2 separate regions of the Hordeum vulgare genome follow, and region 1 is linked to region 2. A link is a contact called in public Hi-C data. All regions are on one chromosome and are shown on one strand. Each heading gives the region's core, a stretch centred on a gene start, on an enhancer-like site or on the middle of the called end of the contact. The rest is flanking DNA. Distances are from core to core; before and after follow the strand shown.

Region 1 (2,803 bases), core at 269-2,768, 200 kb before region 2:
GGGGAAATTAGCGTTGTTTCAGATATCAGCAATTTCATAATTTAGCTCATAGATTCTCCCGCTGAAGTTAAAACAAGGGTCTGGTTTGTCTCAGACTCTCAGACACACAGTTACTGAATTCTTTGGGGATCAAATTCAAGTTAACATGAATTAATCCAAACAATCTGGTCCCCTGTTTTTTCATGGGAATACAGCTTTGCTGCAAGTACAGGCCAGTAGTCCACTCGCCAGTCACCACATCATTATCAGCGGAAAGCGCCTTTTTTTTCTTTTCTATGGAAAAAACCAATGGTATGTGTGGTTTCTCATTCCACACTGGTTTCCAGCGGTTTCTTGTTTCATCGTCCGTGTGATCGATCATGTTGCATTATAGATTGTCCACTGATGGCAACTCGTCAGTAACACCCAATCCATATTCATCTAGCCACTGGCACTTTGCCAAAAAAGATGACAGTAATGTGCAGTAGTAGTAGTATATACGTACGTAGCTAGTTAAGGGTATGCATTATTACCCCCAGTCTTAATAATAAAATTAAGAAACGATTAAGCCGATCAGACCCCCTCAACGCACGCCTTATTTGGGTATACTACTACTAATGATGATAATCAACGATCCTGGTAGTTAACTTAAATAAAACGAGAAGATAAGAATGGTTTATTCAGCAGCAGCAGCGGTGGTGGTGGTGGTGTTTTTCTCGCATGGCTCTGAGGAGGCGTTGCTGCTCTGTTGTGCGTGCCGCATGAGCTGCTGGAGCCTGGCCTCCAGCTCGGCCTTCTCGGCGCCGAGCCGGTCGTTGTCGCGGCGCACGTCGCCGCAGCTCCTCATTGCGCGGTTGAGCTCGTCGAGGAGGCGGCGGTTGGCGCCGCGGAGGTGGGCGACCCGCGCCCAGAGCTCGCTGAGCTGCCGCTGCTTGCGCATGCGCGACCGCCTCGCCGACTCCCGGTTGGACACCATCCTCCGCCGCCTCCGCTCCTCCTCCGCCGCCGAAGCCAGCACCTGGCCATGGGCGCCATCAGCCCCGCCCGAACCCGGCGGGCTGTTATGGCCGCCGATGGCAGCCAGCGCTTCCTGCAGGATAGGCTCGTCCTCCACATACTCGTAGGCGGCCGGTGAGAAGTGGAAGGAGGGAGGGGGCGCCATGCCGGGGTGGTTATAGTGGGTGTGGAACGGCGGGTTCGGAGGCGAGAGGCAGTGCAGGCTGGCCACCTCGCCATGGTGGTAATGGTGCAGCATGGCCGCTCGATCGGTGGAGGGTGGAGAGAGCTGGGCTTAGGAGGCAGCAAGTAGACGATCGTGGCTCGGGCTGGGCGTGCTGCTGCTTAGCTTAACTAGCTCTGGGTGAGCGGAGGAGGCAATGGCCGGGTTGGTGCGAGGGCCTTCCTTTTATAGCCAAGGCGGCTCTGCCTGCTGGCCTTGCCTCAGGCCAGAGGGAGAAGCCATCTTCTCTGTCCATTCCATTGTTTTCTCTAGAGTTTCGTCGTGGCTTTCGCCTTGTCGATTTGGTACATGGCCATGAGGCGCACACACCTTTCTCCTTTCGGGGCCAACTATATCCAGAACAATGCCATGCCCGCCATAAACTAATCCTCCATCAGTTAGCCTTTGCTTTCCCAAGAGAACATTTTTACTTCCTTTCTTTCCTTCCTCTTTGCTTGCACATTCCATGACTTGACTTGCCTTGCCTAGGGTGATTATTTTTCTCCAATTGTTATTCCAGTTAATCCATGCCAAACCTTGCTTTAATTTATTTTTCATCAATCAGTGCCCCAACTAGATGCTCGGTCGGCCTCTAGCCTTTTCTCCTCGCTCGCATTAGTTTAGCCTAGAGACAGAATTAAACTCTTGTGCCCGGTTAGAGTGGCATGAGATCGATCCACCACAGGGACATGACAGCTGCTTGATGGGTGATGATGGACATCAGGACATGTAGCCACCGTGTGAGAATAAATGAACACAAATAGTTAGGCCACTAGAGAGCCAGTCAAGTAGATCAGCTCGGGCTTTAGTGTTATATACAATGTCTCGGACCTTGCAAGTTCGACACCTATGACTGTGAGTTTGTTCGGGAATCGCAAGTCCTTTGATTAGTAAACCCAACTTTGGATCACTGGCATGGTGTCGCACCTACGAGGAAGGATGCACGCATGGTGGTTCTGCATCTCATTTCCGAAAGGAAAAGCAAAGCTAGATCTTGATTGGATGTGTCATATACCTTAGGCATATTCAGGAGGGACGCCATAGCACACTAGAGCTTATTTCGACAGGGAAGGGCTAGGCTCAATCCCTCTCCCTATGGACCATAAGGCATGATGTAAGCCGAAATTCCCTGTCTTTATCTGAAGGGATTGAGTTAGGTACTACTCCCTCCGTTCCTAAATGTAAGTCTTTTAAGAGGTTTCACTAGGAGACTACATACGGATGTATATATACACTGATTGAGTTAGGTACTACTATAAATACTAACACAATTTAGTTGTATCATTTTATTTTGATATGGAGGGAGTAGTGCATATGTACACACTTTATTCTAGTAACTCTTGAGGCAGCAAAATCGATAACAAATCAACTGTTTAAAGGGATTTTCCAAATCCATTAACACAAACTAGCAACATGGTGGATGAGATGCATATCATATACGCCTTTCAGCTCTGCTTATCTTTAATTTTTTGGGAATGAAAGATTGATACAGGGAATGTGGCCCCACAAACCTTTAGTTGACAACTAAAACACATAGAAAATCAAGTTAAACAGGAGAAGATGCCTCCATCACACCTTTATTTGACAACTAACAACAATTCCACG
Region 2 (2,772 bases), core at 85-2,584:
TTTCGTTTGGCTTTTTCCTTTTTCTTTTCTATTTTTCGTTTTTCTTCTTACTGGGTCAATAAATTATCTTGCAAATACTCGAACTTTTTCGTCAAATCTTTGAAAAGTTTCAAATTCAATGAAGTTTTTTCAATTTGAAGAACTTTAAAAATTTTGTTTAATTTTTATTTAAAATCCTTTTTTTTCATTTTTATGAACTATTTTCAAATCTATGAAACTATTTTCCAAATCTGTTGAACTTTTTATCAAAATCGATGAACTTTTTTTTGGATCCGATGAACCTATTCTCCATATCCGTTGAACTTTTTTCAAAATCGATGAACTTTTTTTTGGATCCGCTGAACTTTTTGCAAAATCGATGAATTTGTTTTGGATCTGATGAACTATTTCTAATTATGATGAAATTTTGTCAAATTTGATGAACTTTTTTTCAAAATCTATGAACCTTTTTCAAATTGAATGAACCTTTTCAAATTGGATGAACTATTTAAAAAATTTGAAGAACTTTTTTCAGTTTTGTGAACTTTTTTTAAAATTGATGAAATATTTTTCAAAATCTATGAACCTTTTTCAAATTGAATGAACTATTTCAAAAAATGATGATTTTTTTAAAATTGATGAACTGTTTTTTCAAATTTTATGAATACTTTCCAATTTTTGTGAAATACTCCCTCCGTCCCAAAATAAGTGACTCAAAAGTGACTCTAATTTACATTAACTTTAGTACAAAACTGAGTTATTTTTGAGTCACTTATTTTGGGACGGAGGAAGTACTTTTTAAAATTGATGAACTTTTTTCAAATCCGATGAACTTTTTTCAATTTTTGTTAAATTTTTTAAAATACGATCAACTTTTTAAGAGTAGATGGACTCTTTCCTAAACTTATGAAGTATTTTTAAATTTGATGAACTTATTTTTTTCAAATATGAAGAACTCTTTTAAAAACCGATGAACCTTTTTTTAACGCCGATGAGCCGTTTTCATTTCCACGAACCTTTTCCAATTTGTATGAAACTCCTTCTCAAATTCGTGTCTGTTTTCATTATCTTTTAGAATTATTTTCTTAATTTATACTTTCTTTTGAAAATAATATATATCGTGTCTTGCTTGCGGTCAACGAAAATTAGCTCTACTATGGCGCTGAAGGCGCTGTACAGGAGGTCCCCCGAATGGAACCCCGCAGGGTCGCTTAAGGCGAAAAATAGTCGCTGCGTTGGGCCTACCCGCTGTACAAATATGGTAAAGGCTAGGCCCAGTATGATTACTTGTAGGGTCCAATACGATGAGTGAGAGATCAAGCTACTGTAGGGTCCAATAGAATTCTACAGCCGAAAAAGGGTTTGCACATTTGCACGGGCCAAAATCCCATTTCGACCTCATCCACGACGCGGCGCACCCGCCGCTCGCCGGCGCACGACGCTCGTGTTCAGTGTTCACCGCCCTCGCCGGCCGTGGCACGCTCGCTGCACGCCGCTTGCTCCTCCTCCACGTTCGCTGCCACACGTGATGCCTCCTCCCACCGTCCCCTTCTTCCTCACCTCCACCACGCTCGCCACCGCCGCGAAACCGCAACGGCAGCAGCCACCGGCGCAACCGCAACCGCAGTCATGCGGCGCCCAAACCCCAGCCGATTCCCTCGCCGCGTCGTACACCGCGCGCATGCGTCTCAACCCCCACCTTGCGCTTCGCCTGTTCGACCACCTGCTCCGCTCCGGCGCCGACCCGGACCCCATAGCCTACGCGCTCGCCTTGGCCCGCTGCGCGCGGGAGCGGGCCTACCCTGCCGCCGCACAGCTCCACGGGCACGCCGCCAAACGTGGGGCCGCGTCCCACCGCCGCGTGCGCAATGGGCTCATCCACGCCTACTCCGTCTGCGGGATGCTTTTTGACGCGCGCAAGGTGTTCGACCACGGGCCCGAGGTTGACATGATCGCCTGGAACTGCCTGCTGCGAGGGTACGCGCAGGGCAGGGACACAGGAGCACTCCGGGAGTTCTTCGCGCAGATGCCAGCCCGAGACTCGGTCTCTTGGAACACGGTCATTGCATGGTGTGTTGCGAATGGGGAGCATGAGGAGGCAGTTGCGGTGTTCCGGGAGATGCTGGCAAGCAATGAGTGCCAGCCTGATAGGGTGACATTGGTGAGCGTAATCTCGGCAATCGCGTACTTGGGAGCACTTGCGCAGGGGCTCTGGGCACATGCATATGTTTGCAGGAAAGAGATTGAGGTCGATGAGAAGTTGAGCTCTGCTCTAATAAACATGTACTCCAAGTGTGGTTTCATTGAGGGTGCAGTTTATGTGTTTGAAAATTCGTGTGCGCTGAGGAGCGTGGATACTTGGAATGCTATGTTAGCTGGTTTCACAGCAAGTGGCTGTAGTGAAAGAGCTTTGGAGCTTTTTACTAGAATGGAGTCATCTGGGTTTGTGCCTAACAAAATCACGTTTAACACTTTACTGAATGCTTGCAGCCACGGGGGGTTTGTTGAGGAAGGTATTGGTTATTTTGAGAGAATGACAAATTCGTCTAGTATTGAGCCTGACATTGCCCACTATGGTTGTATGGTGGATCTGTTTTGCCGCGCCGGGCTGTTTGAGAAGGCAGAGGAGATGATTCAGATGATGCCAATGGAGCCAGATGCTGCTGTGTGGAAGGCCCTAGTTGGTGCCTGTAGAACTTACAGCAACTTCGAGTTGGGAAAGAAGGCAGGTCACAGGCTTATTGAGGCTGCACCGAATGATCATGCAGGGTATGTGTTACTATCCAACATTTA

Evidence for each region. A called contact is a pair of places that touch in the nucleus more often than the background predicts.
Region 1: a Hi-C map of leaf shows a contact between it and region 2, with 3 times the contacts expected there. The contact joins the promoter of LOC123396077 here to the promoter of LOC123399057 in region 2. A contact is called at or near these places in 3 of 6 Hi-C or Micro-C datasets (leaf and seedling).

What each region holds. Positions count from the first base shown.
Region 1 is chr5H:470,334,987-470,337,789 of MorexV3_pseudomolecules_assembly, reverse strand. It overlaps LOC123396077 (basic leucine zipper 43-like), which reads right to left and starts at 1,518. Exons shown (of 1, transcript XM_045091107.1): 1 at 63-1,518. The coding sequence starts at 1,234. The coding sequence ends at 656.
Region 2 is chr5H:470,138,522-470,141,293 of MorexV3_pseudomolecules_assembly, reverse strand. LOC123399057 (pentatricopeptide repeat-containing protein At5g48910-like) reads left to right here and starts at 1,334. Exons shown (of 1, transcript XM_045093484.1): 1 at 1,334-2,772. The coding sequence starts at 1,508.